2 separate regions of the Mus musculus genome follow, and region 2 is linked to region 1. Evidence: chromatin contacts called from public promoter capture Hi-C data. All regions are on one chromosome and are shown on one strand. Each heading gives the region's core, a stretch centred on a gene start, on an enhancer-like site or on the middle of the called end of the contact. The rest is flanking DNA. Distances are from core to core; before and after follow the strand shown. Region 1 holds the start of Cldn7 (claudin 7). Region 2 holds the start of Chrnb1 (cholinergic receptor, nicotinic, beta polypeptide 1 (muscle)).

Region 1 (3,546 bases), core at 340-2,839:
CTTTAAAAAACTAGCAAGAGAGAGGGTCTGGAGAATGGGCTCAGTGGTTAAGAGCACTGCTCTTCCAGAGGACCTGGGTTCAAATCCTAGGACCCACACACACATCTGTCACAAGCTTCACAGAAACATAATACATGCAGGGAAAACACCAGTGCACATAAACGTAAATAAAAAACCAAAAAACTAGCAAAAGGAAGAAAGACCTGTGAAGGTCTGAGAGGTGGAAGGAGGTTGTAGGAGAGGTAGACTGGAAGAAAGAACTAGAAAGAGTTCAGGGGGGCAGTGATGGACACACTGGGCTACTGGGCTCCAAGGGTCTGGAGGGAGCAACCTTAGTCTGGAAGTGTGTGTGTGTGTGTGTGTGTGTGTGTGTGTGTGTGTGTGTGTGTTGGGGGGGGTGAATAAAAATGCAGAAGGCAGGAAAAGGGGAAAGATAAATGAGAACCTTAGAAGCCAAGCTGGGAGGAAGGATGGTCAAAGTTCTGGGAAAGCTGGAAGGAGTGGAGGCTGAGCTAGGCTTTCTATTTTTTTTTTTAAGATTTTATTATTATATTTAAATACACTGTAGCTGTCTTCAGACACACCAGAAGAGGGTGTCAAGATCTCATTATGGATGGTTGTGAGCCACCATGTGTTTACTGGGACTTGAACTCAGGACCTTTGGAAGAGCAGTCAGTGCTCTTAACCCCTGAGCCATCTCCCCAGCCTTAAGCTAGACTTTCTAAGGGATGAATTAAGATGCTAGAGTGGGTCGGAGGGCACCGAAAGGGCACACAAACAGGTCCCCGGAAGCTCAGAATGAAGGAAAGAGAAAGTGTGTGGATGGAGAAGGAAGTGAGGAAAATGAAGGTAAACCAGAAATGACAACCTGGGGAGGGGAATGTTGGGCGTGTCGTGTCAGACTCTCTGACCTAGGTCTTACCCTTCTCCCCACCCTCGGAAAACTCCTTCGGGTAGAAGGAGCCTCTATGTTGGAGGAGACACTGACAGGCTCAGGTGCTAAGTCCTGTACCTACCTGGTCCTGGGACCAGGCCTGTGGGAGGACTGTCGGAGAGCCGTGTCTTGTGGAGGGCTTGAGCGGTGAAGCGGTAGGTTGCTAGACTGTCTGAGAGTAGAAATTCCTAGAAGGGTGCATGCAGCACGGGTGATTTTACCGTAATGGGTTAGGGCCCCTGATGATGAGACAGGCCTTGGTAGGAGACTAAAGAAAAAAAGAGCTGAGAGTGGAGACGAAAGTCGGGCTGGACAAGTGGCACGCGCCGAAACCTGCAGGGGAAGGATGGCGAGGAGCCTTTCCAGGGGCGTCTGAGGGTACTGGCTCCGCAGCGACCCAGGCGCACCTGTATGGAAAGGAGAGGAAGGGGCCACTTGGAGTCTGCAGGGCAGACTCCGACCCCAGGGACTTCTGAGAAGCCGTCGCCTATTTCCCATCAACGGTTAGAGCCAGGCAAATGAAGGGGCGTGACCCTGGAGCTCAGGTTTCTTCCTCTTCACCTGGACGAGGAGGGGGTAGGGGCCAAGACTTCCGGTTCAGGTGAGTGTCCCTTCAGTGACGTCAGGTCACTCGACTGCCCCTCTGGTCCCGCCCAAGTTGCAGCGCTCCGGGTGCCTGCGGGGGCGCGTCCCCGACGTCCTGCATATATATACTCAGGTGCGCCGCACCTGCTCGCCCGCACCTGCCGCCGCACCGCCAGCTCCCTGTGCCGCGCACCGCAGCCTGGGGCCCAAGGGCCCGCATACTTTCTGGGGGCCACGCCCTAACGGCCCCTCCACTTCTTTGGGTAGTCTCGGAGCACGCCGGTAGGAACCGCCCGGCCTTCGGGGACCGCTTTTGTCTGGAACCAGTCCTTCGGGCGAAGCCGGTTCCCTCTGCTGTGAGAGTGTCGCTTCACCGGAGGGGACGATTTGTGTTTACCTCGGTTAACAAGATTTGTAGTTACCCGGTCCAAAAAAAAATCTTTTTCTCCTTTGGGTGACTTAAATCTCTATCCAAATTTTCTTGTGTTGCTGCTCCCCGGATTTTTGTTTTTTTGTTTTTTTGCTTTACTGTAGGGTCGCCCTCCCGGCGCGTCCCGTCTTTTCTGAGACAAGGAAATGGCCAACTCGGGCCTGCAACTGCTGGGCTTTTCAATGGCCATGCTTGGCTGGGTGGGCCTGATAGCGAGCACTGCCATCCCTCAGTGGCAGATGAGCTCCTATGCGGGCGACAACATCATCACAGCCCAGGCCATGTACAAGGGGCTCTGGATGGAGTGCGTCACGCAGAGCACCGGCATGATGAGCTGCAAAATGTACGACTCGGTGCTCGCCCTGCCGGGTAAGGCCGTGGGACCGACGGGGCGGACGTGCCCAGGGTCAAGGTGGCCGGGTTGGGTGTGGGGCAGGGCCCAGGCCGCACTGCCCGGCGCCCGGGGTTGCCAGGGAGGAGGAAGTGGACGCCTTGGGCTCAGTCGGTGGGACAGAGAGAGAGCGTGCCTGGGATCTGATCTGGGTGTCCCACGTGGGTCCACGCCCCTCTGCCCAGATTTTTTTTGGGGGGGTTTCCTGGGCGAAGCACCCCCCAACCCCTGGCAGTCAGTGGTCTCTCTCTTCCCCTGCTTCTTTCTCTGGACAAAAGGAGAAGAGGGACGGAGGTTCTCAGGGCCGCGGAATCGTGCCCTCGTTAGACGTGGGACCGTACTTGTGGCCTCTAATCTTATCGGCCGATTAGCTGAAGCCACAAACTCGGTGGCCTCGATAGCGGGGCCAAAGCTAGGACACGCGCCGGCTGGTGTGGCTGGAGCGAGGGCCTTAGCCGCCACCTGCACTTCTCTTTCGCCCCCTTTCTCCCTTCCCCCCTACCTGGAACGGTTTCATCGAAACCTTGGCGCCCCGGGCGGGTTCTGGAGCGCAGGGCGGGGCGGGGAGCGGAAAGGACTTGGTGGCGGGATGGGGGCGGGAACCGTCTGCACAAGGCCTGCCTTGGACTAGGGGGCCCCAGGCTGCCGGCGGAACCAGACAGGCGGACCACGGTCCAGGGGTTAGTGGGCGCGGTCTGCAGCACTAAGGCTGGCGCCATCCTAAGGCTACCTGCCATTTCCAGCAATGACCGCCGCCTTCCTCCCCTGCAGGAGCCCTGCAGGCCACTCGAGCCTTAATGGTGGTGTCCCTGGTGTTGGGCTTCTTAGCCATGTTTGTCGCCACGATGGGCATGAAGTGCACACGCTGTGGGGGAGATGACAAAGCGAAGAAGGCCCGAATAGCTATGACTGGAGGCATTGTTTTCATTGTGGCAGGTGAGCCTCAAGGGTCCAGGGTGGGACCAAGGGGCTCAGTCTTTCACCCAGAAGAGCATAGTCAAGATCTTGGTCTGGACACCCAATACCAGAATCTTCTTTCTCTTTCTAGGTCTTGCTGCCTTGGTAGCATGTTCCTGGATTGGTCATCAGATTGTCACAGACTTTTATAACCCCTTGACGCCCATGAACGTTAAGTAAGTCTCCAGTCTAAAGAACCAGTAAGAACCAGATTATGCTGGGCGTGGTAGCACACGCCTTTAATCCCAG
Region 2 (3,546 bases), core at 544-3,043, 170 kb before region 1:
CCCTACTTGTTCAGCAGCACCACATCAGGGAGCCAAACGGATTCAGCAGTGATGCGGAGAGAATCGATGCCATCATGTTCTGCGGGGTCCCAGCTTAACCTGTAGTCGGTCCACTCCTAAGGAAGCAGAGGCTAAAGGGCTGTTCAGGCTAAAGGGCTGGGAGAGGCTTGAGGTGTCAGAAAGAATGCCAGGAAGAGGGTGCAAAGGGGAGAAGCACAGGGCTGAGAAAAGGAAAAAAGGTTCTGGCTATGCTGTCACTGTCTGGGATTCACGTCAACTGGTTTCCTCCGCCCAGTCCCGAGCCCTGGACTGAACTCTCTTTTTTCAGTCTCAAACCGAAGAAGGGGCCTAAAGAGATACCTCATTGGTTAAGGGCACTGGCTACTCTTCCAGAGGACCCAAAATAGATTCCGAGCACCTACGTGGAAGGCCCAAACATCTGTAACTCTAGTTCCAGGAGAACAGGGGCCCTCTTCTGGCTTCCACGGACACCAGTTATGCATGTGCTTCACAGACATATGCAAGCAAAACACCCATTCACATAAAATAAAAATAGAATAATTTAAGAAATAACTGAAGAGATTGAACTAGCCACCCTAAAGTGATGTTCAACCTGCATGCAGTTCAGGATCTTTCAAGGATGGGAATTCAAATTAGTGATCCCCAAACTTGTATCTTAAATTTGTTGATCGAAAATTCTGTTTCAGTTATTATATGTGTACGTTGTGAGTTACTATTAAAAAAAAATCTTACTGGGATGAGGACTCCAGGAGATTAATATAAAGGAAACAGGGTGCCTTTCCCTAACCCACGAGGTCTCCATACCAGGTCTAAGTACACCTTTGTGCTCATTTCTTCATCCTTCTCGTTCTAGAATGGAAAAGTTAAAAGGCAGAAGTGAAATGAAGTGGGTGGAAACGAGGGTTCGGTGAGTTACTTTCTCCATGGAATCTCTAGTCCCTTTCTCTAAATTGCACCTTCTTGGGTGCAAACTCCATCTCATATCAATCTCGAAACACCAGCCTTGGTGCCTGCTTTCCTTTCTTTTACGTCGAGGTTAAGTCACGGGCCACGCCCGGCGTCTAATGGATACAACTCTGAATCTCCGCTCAGAGTTGTTTATTGACTGCTTAGGTACCAAGCTCTGCTGGACTTTGCTAGAATATTACACAGCCCCGCCTCGAGGTCCTCCCGGTAGCAGGTCCTTCTGCCCCAGCTCCGCCTCAAAACCCGCCCACAGGCGAGTTAGCAGAACAGTATTCTGTACCTATCATAGAGGCCTCGCCCATGAACTAGTTCATTGGTCTGATTTTTACCCAATCACCGCCAAAGGCTTGTCTGCCTCTTAGCATAACCCGCCCGCCCCCAGGCTGTCGATCTTCTGGGCAGCGTCTAAAGCCACGCCCCCAGTCGGTCCTGCCCAGCGACTCCACCCGCAGTGCCGCTCTCACCAGGCTGATGAGTTGCGCCAGGGTGAGGCCGATGCTGACCCCGACGCGGTCTCCCACCTCCCGCGCCGGCCTCACCGAGCTATCATAGTTGGAGAAAAGTTTCTTAATCAGTTGGCCTTCGGCTTCCGACCCGCGGGCGCCTGACGAAGGAAAGCACTAAGTGACGCTCCCGGGGCTGGCCGTGACCATTGCTCATCACTGCCTCTTGGAGACCCAAACTGACTTACCTGGGGCGAGGGGCGTCCCGAGTACCCCTAGAAGCAGAAGCAGCGCCCCTAAGGCCATGGCCCTGCCTCTTTCGCTCAGTGAAGTTTGTCCGGATAGCGGCCTCAGGCCAGGGGAAGTGACGAGGCGCCCAGGAATGTGCACCTGTTGTCGGGGGACCAGACGCCAGCCCACCCGCCCCGCCCTCGGGACTTGGTCCCGCCCGGAGCAACTGCAGTCGCCCTCCACTCACAAATGTCAGATAACACTCCGGTTGTATAAATCATCTTTAATTACAGAAAGCATGAAGTGGAGACCCCGTCCCCTGAGAGCAGTGCCAGGAGATGGGCGGAGCCTGAGCGGGGTTTGTATGAGGGAGGGGGGCATCTCTTGCAACAAGCCAGAAGTAAAAGGGCCTGAGGAAAAGTGACCTGTCTTTGAGCACTAGCCCCTCCCTTAGGACCTCAATAGACGTTTCCACCTACATCTGCTAGACTCAGAATCTACCTCCTATTTTACTAGAGGTTCCCCATGGCTTTCTCCGTTTTTCAGGTCCTTTTTGGGTACTTAGAACCCACCTGAGGTTTAAAAGCTGTAAAGTAAAGTAAATTCTATTTAGTTAGAAGCTCTGGGGATACATATGAGGTCTGGGAGCCCAAGAGGCTCCTCGTTTCCTAAGCCTGACCTGTAGAGGGCTCGGAGAAGTTGAACTTATTGCTGAGTTGGGGGTCTCTCTGCTGTGAGGGGGAGTCAAGGCTGTGTCCCTATTTGTCCTTTTTAATTCTAGAGTTATTCTCATTGTAGACCTTAGCTTCCTGTTGTTTGAGACAGGGTCTCACATAGCCTAGGCTGGCCCTGACCTCACTAGGTAGCCCAGGCTAGCCTTTTATTTCCTGATTCTCCTCCTCTCCTTTACCTCACAGATGCAGCATACCATATCAGAACGAAAGTCCTCAGCTTTAAAAGGGATCTGGAAGGAATTCCTGCTGAGGTAGCTAAGTGTTCAGACACAGGTTCAATCATACCATGGCATTTTCTCCCTCTCAGCTTCCCTTCTAGGAGCCAGGTATATTCTTCCAGAATTCCTGTATCTTTCCCCAGACTCTTGTCTCCCTGGCAGAACCCTAGTTGGAATGCTGAAACTAGAAACCATGTAAAAGTAAGGTTAGTATTCTGGAGGGACTATTTTTAGAAAATTATTTAGGAAAAGCAAGAAGTGGTTCTTGATCCGTTCAGTACTGATTAGTTCTCTCTCTCTCTCTCTCTCTCTCTCTCTTTCTCTCTCTCTCTCTCTGTGTGTGTGTGTGTGTGTGTGTGTGTATGTGTGTGTGTGTATTGGCTTTTGAGACAGGGTTTTGCTATTGTAGCCCAGGATGGCCTCCAACTCAGGATCTGTCTGATTCAGCCTCCCGGGTGCTGAATTACAGGTGTGTGCCACCAAGCACAGCTCAGAGCCAATCAGTTTTTAATTAATCATAGCTGAGTTCTACCCATAGCTCATCCTTTAATTGCTAGAGAAAGTGGAAGGGTAGGTCTAGAACTTACTCTAGTACAATAATATGGCTATACAGGCCCTAGCTCCATCCGGGAAGAAAGGGCTGAGAGTCATGGGCTATGTCCTAGAACTGAGATTCAGGAGGAAGTATGGCTCCAGAAAGGTCTAGAATACCACGTTCTAGAATTGGGTGTCTCTGGGATAAGAAGGTTTAATCAGTGGTGACCTGAGACTGGTCCCAATTCAGACCAAGGCCAATTGCTACAGTAGGGGGCCTCTTTTTTAAAGCCAGGGGTGGGAGGTGTCCATCTAGGACAAGGATAGACGTGGAAAGGATACATACTTGGGTTCCAACACAGAACATAGGGATGGCCCTGCCTGGCTGGGGTGACCAGC

What was found. Capture Hi-C pulls out chosen DNA fragments and counts their contacts.
Region 2: a promoter capture Hi-C map of adipose tissue shows a contact between it and region 1. The contact joins the promoter of Chrnb1 here to the promoter of Cldn7 in region 1. A contact is called at or near these places in 3 of 39 promoter capture datasets (fetal liver, macrophages and stem cell-derived epiblast-like cells), 7 of 484 Hi-C or Micro-C datasets (B cells, the Ba/F3 cell line, CD4 T cells and 4 more), 4 of 115 datasets of contacts at active chromatin or transcription factors (bone marrow-derived macrophages, embryonic stem cells and stem cell-derived neural progenitor cells) and 3 of 9 other capture datasets (adipose tissue, liver and pancreatic islet).

Annotation. Positions count from the first base shown.
Region 1 is chr11:69,963,832-69,967,377 of GRCm38.p6, forward strand. It overlaps Cldn7 (claudin 7), which reads left to right and starts at 1,590. Exons shown (of 4, transcript NM_016887.6): 1 at 1,590-2,318; 2 at 3,112-3,276; 3 at 3,389-3,473. The coding sequence starts at 2,096.
Region 2 is chr11:69,794,144-69,797,689 of GRCm38.p6, forward strand. Chrnb1 (cholinergic receptor, nicotinic, beta polypeptide 1 (muscle)) reads right to left here and starts at 1,794. Exons shown (of 11, transcript NM_009601.4): 1 at 1,679-1,794; 2 at 1,452-1,591; 3 at 826-870; 4 at 7-116. The coding sequence starts at 1,736. Fgf11 (fibroblast growth factor 11) reads right to left here. Exons shown (of 5, transcript NM_001362623.1): 5 at 1,925-3,546.